2 separate regions of the Zea mays genome follow, and region 2 is linked to region 1. A link is a contact called in public Hi-C data. All regions are on one chromosome and are shown on one strand. Each heading gives the region's core, a stretch centred on a gene start, on an enhancer-like site or on the middle of the called end of the contact. The rest is flanking DNA. Distances are from core to core; before and after follow the strand shown.

Region 1 (5,653 bases), core at 2,003-4,502:
AATTCATAGAAGACAAAAAAATATCTGGTCAGTCTCCGTTACCTACACTCCCTATGTGCGAACAATGTTGATTATTGTTTTCTTTTGGGTTGCATTCTACAGTCAAAATTTGATATTTCGATTTACTTGCTTAAAAGGAACATAATCTTCGGTCCCTATGTGCGAACATGGGTAAAAAGCACTTGGAAGGTTTGCACACCTACTCTTGTGTCAGCATAATTTTCTTTTTTCCTTTCCGTGTGTGCAGTCTGCATTTAATGAACATCAACATGTATAATGTGCTTTAATCTATGTGATACATTGTCAGAATTACACTTAGATTTCCTTTTTAGGTTTCTATAATTGTTTCGGTTGTTGGGATTCAGGAATATTCATTTACTTGCTGCCATCCTTTCATGTGCACATTATAAAACATAAATATTCACTTTATTTACACATGACTACTTTCTTTTGTATGCTAGATGTTTAAATGTCTGGAAGTAAAATTATCTATACTTATGGCTACTTTGGGAACTATATTTTCCCAAGTGATTCCTAATTTCCCAAGAGAAAATGAACTAATTTTTCTTGGAAAAATGAAAATCTATTAGTAAAATGAGGTTTCCAAACTAGCCCTTAAATGTTTATTGTTGTGCTTACAAGTTTCTATACCTCTAGTGCTAGTTTGGCAACTTTATTTTCCAAAGTATTTATATTCTCCCAAAAGAAAATGAAAATCTCTTAGGTCCCATTTGTTTCTTTTCATTTTGAGAAATTGAAATCTTACTAATGCAATAGGCTAATTTTTTAGAATGTGACATTCCACCACTTTCCAAAGTTATCATATAAGGCTATCACAAATTCACGAGGTGAGAGATGAAATTGATTCTATAGATTTACATGTTATGTTTCCGATGTACAACTTATAACACACTATTCTACTTACTTTGCTATAACATAAATGTAATATATAACTACATCTCTCATATGATTTAGAATAATATACAAATATATTACATATATAAATATATGAACTTAATTAGTTTTGTCTAAATTATAATTATTAAAATGGAATTCAATTCCAACTAAACAAACGGGGCATTAGAAAAATGGGTTGTCAAACTAGCCCTTAGTGTTTGATACGAGACCTGATTAGTTCTAGTTATTTGTTGAGTATGTCCTTGCTGATGGTACCTGTTGTGTATGCTACAGGTAATGAACTGCCCAAAAGGTGATTTTTTAAATGTACTTGACAAGGTCACTGCTCGTTGACAGTGTATTTCCACCGGTGCCACTATGTTATTGTCAGCTATAGTAACAATAATATCACCATTTCTATTTAATTAAAGACCTTTACAAATTATCGTCAATAACTTTACATAAACTATATCTTTCTTGTCATAATAACAGCATTATACATGGGATTTTGTCTCACGGCTGATGGCTGTATATGCCAACAGAGGGTTAAAAAAAAGAATTTAGCAATAATCAATCTTTTACTCACACCTGAAAATCTTCACCACCAATAGATATCGTTTAGATCTTCAGTTCTCACGTTATGCACATCACTGCCTGTTGAGACAGATAATTCAGAAGACGCAATCCAACAACCCAAAAGCCAATTACCTCATAGCCTGAAGCTAACAACAATTAAAATCCATCTACAAAAACAATAATAAAAATCCCGTATGATCAAAAATAATGAAAATCCTTCGTTGGCTCACGTATCGTGTGCATTATAGGAAAAACAGGTTTCAAACAAGCAGTCGTGCATTGATTTGGCATGCTACCGAATGTTTCTTAAGTAACATAATAATAACGATGAGGTAAAAAAAGGCCGCAAATTATTGTTTCACCTTTCGTTCATCTCAGAAGAGATGCTATATATTATTATTACAATGCCTGATTAAATAAAGAGCTAATAAAAACAGCAAAAACAAATTTTGCACTGACAGAACTGACCATGGCATTGCTTACACGTTAGGAGTTAATCAAAACTTTTCTAATCGCGACGGCCAAGCCCAAAATCAAGAGGCACCTAAACAGTGACATGGATGCAGCGGCCTTCATCAGAGGTCTAACAACGGTAGTAGCAGAGAAGGTGAGACCACGTACCTCAATGAAATGGTTCATCAGCACGTCAGCCTGCCACTGGTATTGGTAGCTCTGCTCCTTGGAAGACGAAGAACTGTTGCTGCTGCCTCCTCTGGTGGCCTTCTTCAGCAGCAGCTCAGACCTTGGTTCGAAGTTCGTCTGTCGCCGCGGCGTGACGCCGTCGAGCTTTGCGTGGATCTCGGCTAGTATCTGGGAATGTGCGTCTGCCATGGACAAGGTGGATTCTCTTAGCTTTGTGAGGTCGGTGTGGAGAGACAGCACGGTGGCCTTGATCTGCTCGATGTCGGCTTCCAGTGCGGCGTTGCTCTTGCACGATTTCTCGTCTTCCTCGGCGATGATCTCTGGCGAGGCCCGGCCTGCGGAGCGCACGCCACACTGCGCGGAGCAGCACGTCGCGCGCCGGGGGAGGCCGTGGGAGTGTGAGGCCGACCGGTACAGCCTGGGCGTTGGCGCCGTCTGATTGGGTCTCGTCGCCCACTCCTTCTCCCTGCTGATCACCTCGCCGATGTCCGAGACCGTCCTTGCTGGCCTCCGGTCGCCCACCCTCTTCTTGTCGGCGTCCGTGTCGACGACGACGTCGAGCTCCGAGCAGAGCTCCTCCAGGTGTGCCGCCGGGAGGGACGCGTTCCTCCTGGACGCCACGCCGCTCTTGGCCAGCTTCCTCAGCCAGGGGAGATCGACTGCCGGCGAAAGGGGATCGTCCCCGGTGGCGTGGACGGCGAGCAGCCTGCGGTTGAGCGAGCTGATCTCCATCTCCTGGTGGAAGACGACGGCCCTGAGGAAAGCCAGCGTGTCCTCATCATACTGGATCCGCTCCTTGGCCACCCGGTGGAACTGCTCCGCCTCCATACGCTCCGCCGCCTTCTCCGCCTGCAGACGCAGGATCATAGCCAGTGCCTCATCGGCTCCTGACGCCGCCGCCTGCCGCTCCTCCTCCAGCTCCGCCCGCAGCTCCTCCACGGCCTGCACCTGCTGCCTCAGGGCCTCCCGCAGGGCCGCCACCTCGCCTTCTTCCTCAACCCCGGCCATCGATTCGCATCCACGGCCACGGGACCTTCAGAGCGTCTAGTCTCTAGTAACTGATTTCAATCAAGCGATTAAGAGAGGAAAAAGGATTTGCACGGACACAGAAATGTCAAATTCAATACAACAGTGGCTGCACACCTCTGGGAAGAACCGAATCTTCAGAGAAACCAAAAATAAATAAATGATTTAGGCTCAAAGGATTATGACAAATCTTGCTTTTTGGCTGGGTTGTGTAACGTGGAGTTGGTGAGTCCACAAAGTACGGATTACCGTGTGTTTACCCAAATCCGAAAGAAGAAAAAAACGCGACCAGGCAGACAAGGCACCAACCTTTGAGAGAGATAGTGTTGCTGAAGCGGAACGGACGCCGGAAGCTCCGATTTTCCGACGAGGATGTTGAGTGATCTTCAAGCGTCAATAATTGGCAACTTTAGGAGCAAGGAAAGCTATACTTGTTGTATAAACAAATCATTTTGTTAACTGACATTGCGAAAGCGACAAGAAGAAAGCTCAAAGAGAGGCTTTTAATCCATTGCCTCCATACATAAGGTACCCATTCAATTTTGTTTAAATAATTTCCCTGATTTGTTAAATCACATTAGCCAGCACAATTATGTCCCAGTTCCTCCAGAATCTGTCAGCCTGGCCCTAAATAAATTATGAAGAATTTAAATTAAAATAAAAACTGAATCTTAGTCAACTCGGTAGCAACTGTGGGCCTCACATATATTTATCTGTTTCAATGGATTTAGACGGGGCCACTTTGTTTTTAAACGGCCGTCCCAGGTAAACCAAAGCCAAGGCCAAGGGTGGGATGGCCGGCGCGATGGGCCTAAGGATGGAGCCAGCGACACCGATAGACAGTCGGCAACTACCACGTGGCCCTATGTTTTTTTTTCAATTGGAATGCGACCGTGCGTCTCTTGTGTCAGATAAGTGTTTAGTTCGTATGGATAATCAGAATCTAGCTAGTAAATGTAGCAGATTTTTTACCTTAGATAATAGCTCTATTTGTTTGGGCATTTTTTAGCTTCTGACCACTAAAAGTTGTTGCAGACCGCCAAACACCCCATACGAAATCGCTTTGTAAAAACCGTCCAAAATCAACATGAACACAAAATCGGTCGAGTCGTCACGATAGTAGGAATATGTCGCTTTTTAGATCCTGAATTATTTAAACTACTTCATCTTCCTCCGCACGTAATCCCCACGATACTCAGATTCTCCACACAACTAGATTCTCTCAATAGCCAGATTCTCAGAAAAGCTGGTAAAAAAACCTGAGCCAAACAGGCCCAATGTGCTGCTAGAGACTATCCACAAAAATCAAGCTTGAGTTGGATTTTTTTGGATTACGTGTATGGTGCAGATTCTGATAATATGGTGTAACCAAACGCGGTCTAAGTAGGATTGCAGTATAAGTGGTTAGATAGGTCGGGCTAAAGGTATGTTTTGTTCGTGGCTATAAAATGGGTCAGCACGAAACACGACCATTTTTGCACGACAAGAACACGACACAACACGATTAGTATAGTGTCGGACCGGTCAGATGCCATCATGGGGCATACCTGGGCTTAGGAACAAGCCCATTGGACGACCCAAGCATGGCATGATTTATGATGGCCCATTTAGCTCGGTACCTAGCCCGGTTGACCCATTTACCCAGCACGATCCGACACGGCCTGTTTACAGCCCGTATACGGTAAGAACCCACACAACTCGCGAACCAACAAATATCCACGAGAAGACGAGAAACCGAGGAGGCCGCCCATGGCCCACGAGGCACCAGGCTGTAGACTGTAGTCACAGTCGTAGAGCAGTGCATAAATTCCGTGAGACCGTGGGTCAAAAAAACCTAACCCTAATTCCCAACTCCTAGTCCCAACTCGTCCTCGTCCCGAGCGGCTGGCGGCCGACGACCGTCTGCCCGTCCCTGGCGTGGCGTCCAGCACTCCTGCATTATTGTTCCTCTCCCAGGTCCTAGCTCAACGCCTCAGCTCCACACACCTCGTCGAATTCCCGACGTCTACCGCTCGTCCCCCATCGGCACCCGACGGTCTGGACATCCATTCCCCTAGTCCCCAACTCCCCACTTGCCAAAGAGCAGGCCAGCAGTTGTGCAATACCCTACCTGAGTGCCATCGTGCCACCTTCCAGTGAATCCGTCCATCCAAGGCTTCGAGCACTCAGTGGTCGGCGGTCGTCCTTGGGCCTAGACATCGAGCCATAAACAACGACGAGTGGAGTACCCAGGCCTCGGATCGGACTACAGCCAACATCGGCGCCTTGCGTGCTATGCCTGCGCCTTCGCCCTTCGACATGAACACCGACGATGATGAGCAGGGGTGGTGGGATATCTTCCGCCGCACGCAAACAGTCTGCTTGTGCTAGTGTTCAACGATCCGTGAAGCAACTCCACCGTTGTCGCCATCATCGTCTCCACACGGTACATCCACTGCCTTTAGATGAATAGTAGTTGCTTGGGTACTAGCTTTTTGACTTGGGATCAAATCTAGATTACCAATTGCTTTAG
Region 2 (5,653 bases), core at 2,068-4,567, 630 kb after region 1:
GAGAAGCAACCTTGGCCAAATCGCCTCTCCAACTGACCGTATCGCAGGCGCATTCAATGCGAGGATCGCCTGACACCTTATCCTGACACACGTGCCTCAGTCGGCAAGGTCGAAGTGACCGCAGTCACTTCACCCTTTCGCTGACCGACCTGACAGGAAAACAGCGCCGCTCGCTCCGCTCCGACTGTTGTGCCACCCAGCAGGGTGAGGCTGACAACAGCCAAGTTCAGCCTCAGGCGCAACAGGAAGCTCCGCCTCGCCCGACCTTAGGCCTCGGCCTCGGAAGGAGGTCTCCGCCTCGCCCGACCCCAGGGCTCAGCCTCAAACTCGGCCTCGGAAGGTGGTCTCTGCCTCGCCCGACCCCAGGGCTCGGCCTCAACCTCGGCCTCAGGAGGAATCGCGTCCTCGCCTGACCCCGGTCTCGGCCTCAGGAGAAGGTTCCGCCTCGCTCGACCTTGGGCTCGGACCGACCGCGCCACGGGAGATACATCATTACCCTACCCCTAGCTAGCTCAGGCTACGGGGGAACAAGACCGACGTCCCATCTAGCTCGCCCCGGTAACAAGTAATGATGGCTCCCCGCGTGCGTCCATGACGACGGTGGTTCTCAGCCCCCTACGGAAGCAAGGAGACGTCAGCAAGATCCCAGCAGCACCGACAACTGTGCTTCTAAAGGGCTCAAGCACTTCTCCGACGGCCACGTTATCACCTACGCATGGCTCAAGCACTTCTCCGACAGCCACGTTGGCATGTACACAGGGCTCAGACACTTCCCTGCCAGACACGTTAGCACCTAGCTACACCACCCATTGTACACCTGGACCCTCTCCTTGCATCTATAAAAGGGAGGTCCAGGGCCTTCATGCGGGGAGGTCGCGCGGGAGAACGAGCTAACGAAAAGGCTCACTCTCTCTCTCTCCCGCGAACGCTTGTAACCCCTACTACGAGCACACTCCCCTGGCGCGGGATAACACGAGTCGCGTTTTCCTCCTTGTGTTCCATCTCACGCCAACCCATCTGGGCTGGGACGCGCAGCGACAAATTTACTCGTCGGTCCAGGGACCCCGCGGGGTCGAAACGCCGAAAAGTTTCTTTACATATGTATTTTTTATAGTTTAAAATGGTATATATATTCATTTTATGTTTAGTCTTGTGTTTAATTCATAGTTTAGAGTATAACATGATTTAAGGGGAGGAGAGAGAATAACCTAGACAAGAGGGAAAGAGGAAATTGCTGCCGTTTAGAGGTGAGGATAGAGAGCACCACTACATGATCTCCTACCCCTAACATGGTGTAGAGGGCGTGTTGCAGCTAGAGGGAGTAATTAATTACAATCTAAATGTTTCTTCACAAAATATTAGGGTCCTGTTGACACCTTTTTAGGGCGTCAATCACTCAACACGAACCAGCGGCGGTGCTCTCTGCGCAGGGGCGGACGGTCCATGGCCTGGCGCGAGGCTAGGGTTTCCTGCCTGATGACTGGACGGTCCGCGCCCTGGGGCCGGACGGTCCGCGCGTGCTCAGGGGCGGCGGAAGATCGTCGGCGGAGCCTGGATCTCGCTCCTGGGAGGGACCCCGTCGGGGAGGAGAGATCCTAGGAGTTGTCTAGGCTCGGCAGGCCGATCTAGACTCCTCTAATCGACGTAGAGTCGAAGAGAAGCGGAGAATTTGGGGATTGAGAGGCTAAACTAGAACTAGACTAGAACTACTCATAAGAATAAATGTAAATTGTATTGATTGAAGGTTCGATTGATGATCACAAATCGACCGTATACCTCTCTATTTATAGAGGAGGGGGGCTGGACCCTTTACAAACTAATTTTTGAGTTATTTCTGTCAATCTAGCTAACAACCGTAGCACAAAACTCGGAACCCTAAACTACTCTGTGCACGCACGGACCGTCCGGCCCACAGGCGCGGACCGTCTGCCGGCTCAAATTGGTGCTCAACAGGTCCTAAATAAATTTTAGTTCAAAAATGAAAATAAATAGTGCCCGATCTTAATCTCATCATATTCTTAAATCTTATAGTATAAAATTTAGAGCCCATTATTACCCCTAGCTACAGCGACCGCTGCAGCCAGCCTTACGTGTCCAAAGCTACATATTCACAGTTGCGTATCCGGTAGCTTGATACTAACATATCAGGAAGTTCATATAGGGGTAGCATGCGTTTATAATGTAAGAAAAATGCACAAAAGAAGGCCAAGAGAAACAAACTAATGGAATGAATATAGGTTTAAAGACAGGAATATTGGACGAGATGAAACCTTTGTTTCAAAATGTCGCTTAATAGCAACTAGATTTAAAAAAGGAGAACTATCCAACAATTATTGGTTTATTTTTCTATGTTTAAACTATCATGTATATGATTATTATTTTACTTGTTTGTTGGATGGTTAGTATGGATTATCCGACAAATATTCTTTATATATCCGCTTGAATTATTAACCGGTCTTATCATGTGTTCCAATTTTAAATAACTGTATTGATTCTGTATTCGCGAGAAATACATTACGATAGATATATAATGACAGCTACATCCGTCAGCATCCGTCCGGTTTTCACCACTGCATGATGATATGATATACAAGTTACAACGAACAAATCGAGAAACTATCGCACCAATACCCGTAAAATCGGCTCGGAGATACCGATCGGCTCCGGGAAGACGAGAGTTTCATCTCATCAGTAGCTCATGACTGACAGAACAACTCCGCAGGCCAAGGCCAGCGTCAGGACGGACGACACCGGCACTGGGAGCGCCGCCGCGCCGTTCTTGGAGCTGTGCGGCCTCGTCACGGCGCCCCCGCCGCCCACGTTATGCCCACCCGTGCCTGCGCCCGCGGCACCGGCGCCGGCGCCTCCACCCGCGCTGCCACCCTTGTGCCCACTGGTAATCCTCCTGTGATGCTTCAACTCCACTGTGGTCACCTCATGGCCAAGCTTCCGGTTGCGACCCTGCATTTCCAGGCGGTTTTTCATATCGCCTTCAGTTCATGAACAAACCAACCAGTTTCTTAATCAAAGTCATGTTATTCTGTAAAGTCCGGAGAATAATTTGCCCAATCATGCATGGCAACGATTCAGGCACCAATGAAGAGAGAAAAAAAGACAGCAAAACTGACCGTGCACTTGTTCTTGCACCTGGAGATCAGGCTCTGTGGAAATTCCGGCGCTTCCCTCAGCTGCTTCTGCACACCATGAGAACTGGGAGGCAAGGGAGAGGACCAAGATGGAGATGGCGAGGACGGTGGTGCTTTTTTTCATCTTGAGATGTACAGGACACCAGAAGCAGTTCATCAGCTCTGAATCTCTGACGCGGAGTGTGGCCGGAGACTCTTCTTATAACTCCTGCAGTCTGCAGAGTAGTAGCTGCAGCTGCCAAGATAAGGCAAGCAACTTATTTGGCAACACGGCACCTGATTCCGTTGTACCTTTTATTCTCGACGGCAGACATTCTGAAAAAAGATCAGAAAACCACGTGAATCGATCCGTTCTTTTGTTCTTGTTACACACCAATGGGTTATATATAGTATTAAAAAAATAAAATTAGGGTCATTAGGGACTGTCCAAGTCTAATGGGACCTAAATCCCAGCAAAGGTTGCTGATTCTGGCACTTATGTTTTTTCTTTTGTTTCAATGCCAGCAAATGTGGTGCTAGGGAAAAGATTTGGTGGCTTTGTTGCATGTGGTGGGTGCAGATTTTTGCTTGGTGCTCCATGGACCATGGCCTTTGCTCTCTACTTGCCAGATCTCAACCACAATATAGGATAAAGACAGCCAACTGGATTTCATTTTTTTTTGTCGGTGACTGACTAGTACAAACGGAGGGATCGGATACATGGTCTACTCTTTTCATTCTGATATGTAGTTTCCGATGAACTGCAATGCAGATTGTCTACTCTTTTCATTCCGATATGTAGTTTTCGGTGAATTGTAGTGCAGATCAAGAACAAGAAAAGGATGGCCACACGTATATATGCATATTTTTTTCAGCATAACATGTAAGAAAATTAGTTGAATATTTGAGTGGTGCACGACAAGTCGACAAGACTAGCTCATGGCTATGGACTAGCTGTTTGAAAACGATTTGGCCGACAAGTTTCACAAAGTCATAGTCATTCTTAAATTTGAATAGGATAATGTGAGATCAATGAGCGAAAGGGATGGTAAAGCTGGTCGTTTCAGTGAAGATTTCAGTCTTTTAGACAAAGGCAGGCATTGAATTTCCAAATCTCAGTTAAGCTACGTAGAAGAGTACTTTTGGGGATTAGATTACAATTGGAGCCACACTCTGCCTCATCTCTGCTACAAAAGATGCAAATAGTCAGACAGATCCCAACTGGACGAAAGGTGATGCGCAACAACGCATCGGATTTTGGCACAGATGGCATGAACATGGCTAGTATTCTGGTAACGGCATCAAGCGGTCACAGTCGAGTGCAACATAGGGCCAGCAAGATGACACCCAAGCACCAAAGATGCCTTACAATCAGGGTCGAATAAGCAAACCATGTTATTGTTAGGCCTTGTGCCGTTATTCTCGTTCCATGTGATTGAATGTGATAGGAAGAAATTAAGAATATTTTTTACATGCTAGGGATTTAAACCTACTCGATCTCATCCAATTTACGTGGATTGAGAATAAAACAAACATGTCATTAGATGAGCGCAGACTATGATATTATTCTAGAATGAACCATAGCACAATAGGATAGAGATGAGACAAATAGACCATTCACCAAGAACTAATGTACTATTTGGTTCCCATGTGTAATGGTATTGCAATGGAAGTTAAAAAACAGTGGATTCTGAATCAATGAGTACCATTGTATGCTTTGTGTAATACACAAAATTATATAAGAGTTGGTCTCATTAAGTGTTTTGCCATCCACTCATTACCTCATAGAAATAATCACATTTAAAGAATTAAATAAGACACAACCATAAAATATGCATCATATTGGAGTTTTGCTTGTTTGTGCAATTAATAATAAAATAATAATAATAAAAATGTAATAATGAGATGGGAATTTGAACCTAAACCAAAGGTGCACTTTAGAGAATTGGAAATAAAATAAAGAAAAAGAGAGAGGAATATAATACAACTCAAAATAAGCTTATAAATAAATAAGTCCATCACATTTTGAGTATGTTCAAATGGTACTTTAATATGAGGATAAATTTTGACACAAGGGTTGAATTTAAATTTGAATTCAAATTGAATTTGGAAATGGAGAAAAGGAAAATAGAAAAAGAAAAAAAAGCTAAAACAGGAACTTGGGCCAAAACCATCCTGTTCGGCCCGCCTACTCTTACCTCCGCGCAGCCCAGCTAACGTATTGGCGCCGACACGTGGGGCCCACCAGGCAGCCGCACGAGTCGCGCCCGCTCTCAATCTCTCACTGGTTCGCGGGGCTCGCTCGACAGTTGCCTCACTCCGCGTCCGCGCCATAACCTTATGACGATGACTGGCGGACCCACCTAGTCTGTCTCCCATCGCGCGGGATCGGACGCCGACGTGTGGGACCGCACACTCAGCCTTCGCTTCCGTAACAGCCATGCCGAAGTCTCCGGTGTCCGCATCGTTGACCGGGGCTCCTTCCAGCTGCCCTACAAGTGCCACAGCCTTCCTCTGGACTCGCTCCC

What was found. Hi-C and Micro-C count contacts between places; a contact is called where the count stands out from the background.
Region 2: a Hi-C map of ear shows a contact between it and region 1, with 5 times the contacts expected there. The contact joins the promoter of LOC100283216 here to the promoter of LOC100276947 in region 1. A contact is called at or near these places in 2 of 25 Hi-C or Micro-C datasets (ear and leaf).

What each region holds. Positions count from the first base shown.
Region 1 is chr10:44,606,228-44,611,880 of Zm-B73-REFERENCE-NAM-5.0, forward strand. It overlaps LOC100276947 (putative DUF593 domain containing family protein), which reads right to left and starts at 3,253. Exons shown (of 2, transcript NM_001165600.2): 1 at 2,095-3,253; 2 at 1,296-1,551. The coding sequence starts at 3,123. The coding sequence ends at 1,531.
Region 2 is chr10:45,238,960-45,244,612 of Zm-B73-REFERENCE-NAM-5.0, forward strand. LOC100283216 reads right to left here and starts at 3,318. Exons shown (of 2, transcript NM_001156118.2): 1 at 3,129-3,318; 2 at 2,464-2,990. The coding sequence starts at 3,303. The coding sequence ends at 2,689.